Regions from separate parts of the Rattus norvegicus genome. Here region 2 is linked to region 1. Evidence: chromatin contacts called from public Hi-C data. All regions are on one chromosome and are shown on one strand. Each heading gives the region's core, a stretch centred on a gene start, on an enhancer-like site or on the middle of the called end of the contact. The rest is flanking DNA. Distances are from core to core; before and after follow the strand shown. Region 1 has its middle 250 kb from the start of Sipa1l2. Region 2 has its middle 160 kb from the start of Sipa1l2.

Region 1 (3,611 bases), core at 653-3,152:
GTGACCATTGGCTGCTTTTGTAGCACAGGCTTTGTGTATCTTGCAATTTTGTGAATTTCTCTGGCTCCTTGAGTCTTCTGAGCCAGTCTCTCTTCTTGATTTGGGAGCAACAACTGTATAGCAGGACTTTCCAAGGTCTGAGTGTTCTCTGATTAGCAAGGTTGTAGAGCTTCTAAATGGATTAGTCCAGAGCTGCACTGGTCTTCCCCTCAGCCCTTGGTTTCTTCCTTTGCTGGCTTCAGAGTAGCTCCCTTAGAAAGTGCTTGGCATTTACTACAAAAGGTTGTTTGGGGAGGAAGGCTTCCTAGAGCAATGAGCCATGGACAGGGCTTAGGCAAAGGGTTTGGCAGAATTAAGGCAAAGTGTGTCTTCCCTTTGTATTTCGTAAGCCATCAGGCCCCATCCCTCCCTCCCACCCTTTCTGTAAGTTGCCTTAGCCAGAGAGGATACACAAGAGACACTGGTACTCTTCCAGATTCTCCCTTACAGAACAAACTCTAAAGAGATTCAGAGGGCTGGGGGAGAACAGATGGGTGATGAATAGCCAGGTTGAAGACTCCCTGAGCTCGGAAGCAATGCGAGGGTCTTCAACTTTACCCTTGGCAAGGCATCGATCCCACACAACGATGCCAGGGCAGCTGGCATTTGTGAAAGGCCTCTATGCTGGGCATTGCACAACCTCGTTTTGTTCTCTCAGCAGCCTCCTGAGGGAGGGCCCTTCAGTCAGGGTCACACTGTGGTGGAGGAAATGACATCTACCGATCTGAATAACTTGCCCAAGGACCCAGGACCAGAGGGAACAATAGTGCCAGCGCCTGGCAGACTGCCTGACTTCAGAGCCCTGCACCCCACCTCTAGTCTCTAGTCACCTTGAACTGTGTGCACCTCCATCAAAGAAATAACAAAACAATATCCTAGCTTTGACGTATGCTATAGTGATCTTGTACCTACGCAGTATCAGCACCCCTGCACTATCTTGACAAACTTTATGCCTGTATAGAGTAAGTGTCTTAGATTCTGAGGCTGGGGAGATGGCTCAGTTGGTAAACACAAGGATTTGAGTTAAATTCCCAGAATCCAAATAAAAAAGGTCTGTGTGTGGTGGTGTGTTATGACCTCAGTCCTGGGGACATGAAGGCAGGATTCCTGGCTTGCACCCTGCGCACCTGGTGGTGGGGACTGAGTGAACACCCTCTCTTTGGGATACATTGTAGCTCTTTGGGGAAGCTGTATCTAATCATGGTTCAGAGGCCCTTCTGGGAGTACAGCACTCTGTACAACTCTCAGGAGGCCTTGGCACTGGAGAAGGCAAGACCCTTGCCTCTCATCTGTTGCACCTATGTCCTTACAAGATGCTGTCAGGTTCGAATGCTCTGTGGTTTCAGAGGCCTTGAGAGATTCCGCTGACCACTAGAAGCCATGCTCTCCTATGAACTGTCTAGTCAGGACTGAAGAGGAGGAGTCCTTCCACACGGATGGAAAACCCTGGGAAGGTGAGGGATGCCAGGGCCTCAGCTGGAATGCCGACAGTGGAGGTTGACAATGACCAGGTGGGGCCGCGTATGTGTTCACAGGGAGATAAGACCCGGAGCCATGGACTTCTGTGAGGTCAAAAGGCTGTGTTTGTCTAGCTTGGCAAGGTAGGGAGCTGGTAGAGGAGCCAGGGCCATCTGGACTGGCTCAGCGTGTGGCGCCTGTCCCTGAGAGTACATCAGGATGTAAGGGAGGCAGGCGGTCACAGAGTATGCCAGCAAATCTTGGAAGGTGTCATTCATAAAATATTGAATGGCCAAGGAGGTGGCACACAGGCCACATGGCAGTGACAGGTTCTAGGGGGAACTGGATGGGGAGGGGACCTCCATTCATTCCTGACTCATCCGGCTTGGGCTGGATGCCCATGGACTCTAGTCACTGTGGACATGAGCCATGAAGCCAGTCCAACAATTCTGAGGGCAGAAGGAAGCTCTGGTCAGAGATGGCTACTCTGTGAAGTAGTTTATGTGCCAAGCTCTGGCCTGGGATGGTCACTCTGTCACTTCAGGACAAATTTCCATGTATTCTCAGCCAAAAGCAGAATGACAGACAGACTTTAATCCTACAGATATTTTCAGAGGCTTCTAAACTTGTTGAAGTCATCAGGTTCACAGCACTCTTACAGGGCGGGGCGGGGGGAGTGACAGGCAGGAGATAGGAGCTGGTGTCAAGTCTATGGAGAAAGGCACATCCTTGCGTTTGAGGACTGTCCACCACGTAGGAGACAACCACAAGTGGGACGAGTACAGACTCCATACAAAGTCATAGCTCTATGGAAACATCCCTGAGGTGCCATCGATCTTCTCCACAGATATCCTGCTGCTGACCCCCCTCATTCCAGGACCTTCTGAAGCACTTCTCAGTGTGTCCTATGCAGCTCCAGCCAGAAGAGAAGTGGTCAAAGACACCTAGACTCAGAAGTCCCTGATTTCTTTGAAGATAGCTCCCCCTTGGCATCTTTCTTGCAGGCTGATATTAGGACCAACAAATTGTATGGCTCCCCTGTGGTCTTCAAACCTGGGTGGATGTATTATTACCCATGTTGGATCTGACCACACAGAGAAACACGGTGGGTGGCAGAGAGAGGGGGTGGGCAAAGAAAGTGGGCAGAGATGTCATGGAGGGTTAAGTAGCTCTTGAAAGTACATCCAGCTCCCCTGATCCTGTTCTACTCTGCCTCCAGGTTCTGTGAATCATCTTGGCAGCTGCCACCAAACACACTGTGATTTTCATGAGTAAGATCGCTCCTCAGGCCAAGTGATCCCAGACAGAAGGCTGAATGCGGCTGTGAGATTCCAGGGCCTAGTGAGCTCTCTGAGCGGTCTTCCCACCGTTCAAGTCCTTCTGTAGGTCACACACAAGGTTGGGGCCCGGGACACCTAGAACATTCTTGCACATACACGCAATCGCTGGGCACGCTTCGTCTCAGTTTCCCCAGAGACGCACAACCAGCCGTGATTCCCATGGATTGTGTGCCCCGTAAGCTCTGTGGGCCTCAGCTGCAGGCTGGACATTCCTTGGTACATATGGGCATGATCCGTGTGGCCAGTGTGGAGAACATTACCTCTGCAACCTTCCAGCGGCACGATGGGATATCTTAAGGATTACCAAAATGATCGAAGGGCAAGATTGTGACACGAAACCCCACTATGCGATGCTCCCGGGCTGGAGAAAATGCTGAGCAGTTAAGAGTGTTTGCTGCTCTTCCAGAGGGCTGGGGTTTTATGCCTAGAACCTTGGTTGGCCCACAGCTACCCGGAGCTCCAGCTGTAGGAGCTCCAATGTCCTCTCTTCTAGCCTCCTAGGGCACCTGAACTCAGGTGTGCATATTCACAGAGACATATAATTTAAAGGATGAAACGTTAAGAAGATAATTCTGGGATGATAAACCCACATAAGCTAGTTACTAGGGGTCAACATTCCGCACCCTTCCCAAACCACGTTCTAGACCATGACTGGGTCAATAAAAAACCATAGTCCGAGCTAAGATCATTCTGAAAGGAAAGGGCTCACATTTGCTCTCCAGAACTGCCCCACCACCACCATTCCCCCATCATGCCCCCCTCCCCGCTTAGGCT
Region 2 (3,611 bases), core at 383-2,882, 94 kb after region 1:
TGCAGAGGCCATGGAGGGTGCTGCTTACTGGCTTGCTTCCCCTACCTTGCTCAGCCTGCTTCTCATACAACTTAGGACCACCAGCCTAGGGATGGCACCACCCATAGTGGGCTGAGCCCTCCTCCCTCAATCACTAATTGAGAACATGACTTACAGCTGGGTCTCATGGAGGCATTTTCTTCAAGGGAGTCTCCTTTCTCTCTGAGGACTCTAGCTTGGGGTCAAGTTGACACATAACCAGCCAGGACAGACATTGTCCCTAGGTTTTGTTTGCTTTCATTGATGGAGAGAGGGACAGGGTTTTTCATAGGCTTAGAGTTTGTCAAGTAGGTTTGGTCAGCTGGCCAGTGACCCTAGGGGATCTGTGCTGCCTCTGGCTAGGGCTGACTGTGGAAGGAAGGTACCTACCAGCTTAGCCCTCTGTGCTGGTTAGCTTTGATTGCCAAGTTGGCACAAGCTAAAATCATGCAGAAAGAGAATGTTAAGGAGTTGTCTAGATCACGTTTGCCCAGGAGTATGTCTTTGAGGAATTGTCTTGAATATCAATTGATATGGGAAGACCTAGTGACCAAGCCAGCTCAGTCATTCTGCAGCGTCTCCAGGTAGGGAGTGAGGATTGAAAAGGAAAAGACAATTGGACAACACTGTAACATGACTCCAGCCAGTGCTGAGGCTGAAGCGGATTTAATTTTTTTCCAGTCTGCTTTTATACCTTCTAAGTACATACAAAGTATGAGGTCAGCCCTAAGGCATAAACTGAGTAGTTAAGAAACAAAGCATAGGGGTTGGGGATTTAGCTCAGTGGTACAGCACTTGCCTAGCAAGCGCAAGGCCCTGGGTTCGGTCCCCAGCTCCGAAAAAAAGAAGAAAAAAAAAAAAAAGAAGAAACAAAGCATAAATGAAGGTTCCATGATTACTGTATTCGGGGTCTTGACAAGACCCATCATGTTACAAAGAACACATTCCTTAGCTGTATTCATTTTGAGCCTACTTCCTTGTCCTAGACCAATGTCAAATTCTTGTCAAATTCCTAGAAGGTGACCCAAAATGCTCTCCACAACCTAGACCACTATGGGTGGCACCATTCCCTAAGCCGTGAACTATGTAAGAGTGGACATAGCAAGCTGAGCACAAGCAAGCAGGCTAATGAGTGATATCACATGCGTTAATCTCTCTCTTCTTCACTGTTGATGTGATGATACAAGTGGCCACCTCAAGCTCCTGCCGTTGATGACCGACTGTAACCCAGAACTGTAAGCCACACCCATTTTCTTCCTTAAGATGCTTCTTGCCAGGATAACTTATCATGGCAGCAGAAATGATAACAGGATAGCTTTTCCTACCACGCTGTTGTCCTGTCAGGCATACAGCTATTCTTCAGGTAGGAGAGAAAGACTACAGGGAGCCTGGGCCTCACCAGGGCCTGCCCCCGGTTAAACTTAGTCACACACACTAGGCCTGTCTGACCCCTGAGACCCAGGCTTGGATGTCGGACCTGCTGTGCAGAGGAAAGCTGGCTGCCTCAGGCTTCTCTGCTGGGCTCCAGATCACAAGCATAAGGCCCAGCACCTTCAGATGCTCCCTGGTTTCTCCGTTGCTCGGAAGGCAGCCAACCTGGGCACTGCCCCAGCATCATGCACACCCAACCTGGGCCTGGCAGGGAGATTTCTCTGTTGTTTTTTTTCTCTCATGCATTCCTCAGGACTCAAAACATTAGCCTGGAGTCAGTGTCCAGAACAAATAGCAATCAGTTCTGTTTGTGTGTCCGGGCAGCAGCAGATAAGGAAGTTGGAGCCAGGATCTCGGCTCACAGAATGAATGGGAAGAAGCCTTCAGCCTGCTGTCAAAGCACTTCAGAGAACCAGAGACTCCAGTTGCTAAGCTGCTGGCCACTGTGGACTTTGCCCAATCCTCTGCCCCTCCTCCCCTGGCCAAGAGCCTTTCTCATGACCCACCAGGATTCTGTGACCTTGACAACCATCAGGTCATCCCAACAGCCTGGTAATAATGGTGGAGCGGTGGGGCTGGAGGCAGACAGGGAATGCAGTGCATGGGAGTGTGAAGCAGGGTCAGCGTCTGCAAAAGGGACAGGTGTGCCAGCGAGCTCTCTGTTCAGCCATTGGCAGTGACTCTCAAGCTGACAGTGACTGAGACTCTCGGCTGAGTGGGAGGGCCCTGGGGACAGGGCACTCTCGGAACAGGGATGCGCCCAGGCTGGAGCTGGGACAGGAAGTTTTGTTTGGTCATTCTGGCTGTCCTCCTTTGAAAGCTTGTTTCTCTTCTTAGCTTTGTCCCTGCTTATCTGGTTAGGACCAGCAGAGGCTCTTGTCTCTAGGAAGATGAGCAACCTTGAAGAGGGTCCTTTGCGAAGCAGGGAGTCACTTGTGTTTGGTCTTTAATGAGTTGGGGATAGGGAAAACACAAGGTCTCACCATAGCCCAGAGGGACTTAGAATTAACCGTGCAGTCAAGTCTGGTCTCCAACTCGTAGCAATCCTCTGTCTCAGCTTTCTCGGTTCTAAGACCACAGGTAACACCATGTCCAGCTTGAGAAACTTTAAACTTGTGAAATGATTTCAATACACTTATAAGCATAAAAGTGTACACGCATGTGCAAACACCATACATATCACACGTACTTGTATGTGCACACAATGAGCACACATGCATTTGCATGCATGAGCATTCACAAACACGTGGAGACACATGTGCATATAAATATAAAGACACACATACACATGTACACATACATACATGATCATTCCTGCATAGGCACAAAGACAACATACACATGTACATATAAAAACATGCTCACACCTGCACTAACAGGCTCACACAGGGACACACATACAAAGGCACAGACATGCCAATAAAGGAACTTATGCAAAGGCACACGTGTGTGTACAGGCATACATGTATACATACATGCAGACATGCCCACACAGGGACATGCATGCAGCAGACATACCTGTGCACACAGGTACATACATGTGTACACACAGGCCAGGCGTACACTCAGGCATACACACATGAGTTGTGATCTCAAGGACTGATCTGCTGGGCTCAGCTGGGGGCCCCTCTCCACTCTGTGTTCTGCTGACTCCGAGGACAAGGCTCAAGGCTCTGCTGGCACTAAGCTCCCTTGCAGGGGCACCAGCTACTGTGCCTCCTCGTGTTTGCTCAGTGCCATGGAGATGAAAGGCCCCAGGAGAAGAGAGATGTTGTTTCATTATTGATGGCAACACCAACAGCTCAGCTCTCCTCCAGCTGTGCCACTTGTCCCCTTGAAAAGGCTGCCAACAAAGAGAGCTGAGCTAATGTGGCCTCGGGTGGCCTGGCTAGGATGCACGTCCGTGGGCCTGAGTGAGATTCTAGCTACCTGGATTCTTTTCCCCCCAAACAGCCAGGACCTGGCAAGTATCTGCGTCCTGTTGCTGTACTAAGGAAAAGGCCAGCATAGAATACCCATGGGAAGAGCCACACAGGCCCGTTGGAGGGACCGATCTGTGAAAACATGGCCAGCTAGGGGTGAAGGCCAAGTGCGTCAGGCAGCTTCCTGACACTCTATCCACCTGAGATAAATGAGTTGCAGAGAGGGGGTGGGGGGTTTAC

The links. Hi-C and Micro-C count contacts between places; a contact is called where the count stands out from the background.
Region 2: a Hi-C map of liver shows a contact between it and region 1, with 2.2 times the contacts expected there. The contact joins two enhancer-like sites. A contact is called at or near these places in 3 of 12 Hi-C or Micro-C datasets (kidney and liver).

What each region holds. Positions count from the first base shown.
Region 1 is chr19:70,181,334-70,184,944 of GRCr8, forward strand. No RefSeq gene overlaps it. Among named protein-coding and RNA genes, the nearest start is that of Sipa1l2, 250 kb to the right of the region's middle. Within about 2 kb of position 1,903, at least 23 of the 93 cell types and tissues checked have an H3K27ac peak or open chromatin away from gene starts, as enhancers often do. A contact at or near this core is called in liver, where this site is marked.
Region 2 is chr19:70,276,044-70,279,654 of GRCr8, forward strand. No RefSeq gene overlaps it. Among named protein-coding and RNA genes, the nearest start is that of Sipa1l2, 160 kb to the right of the region's middle. Within about 2 kb of position 1,633, at least 8 of the 93 cell types and tissues checked have an H3K27ac peak or open chromatin away from gene starts, as enhancers often do. A contact at or near this core is called in liver, where this site is marked.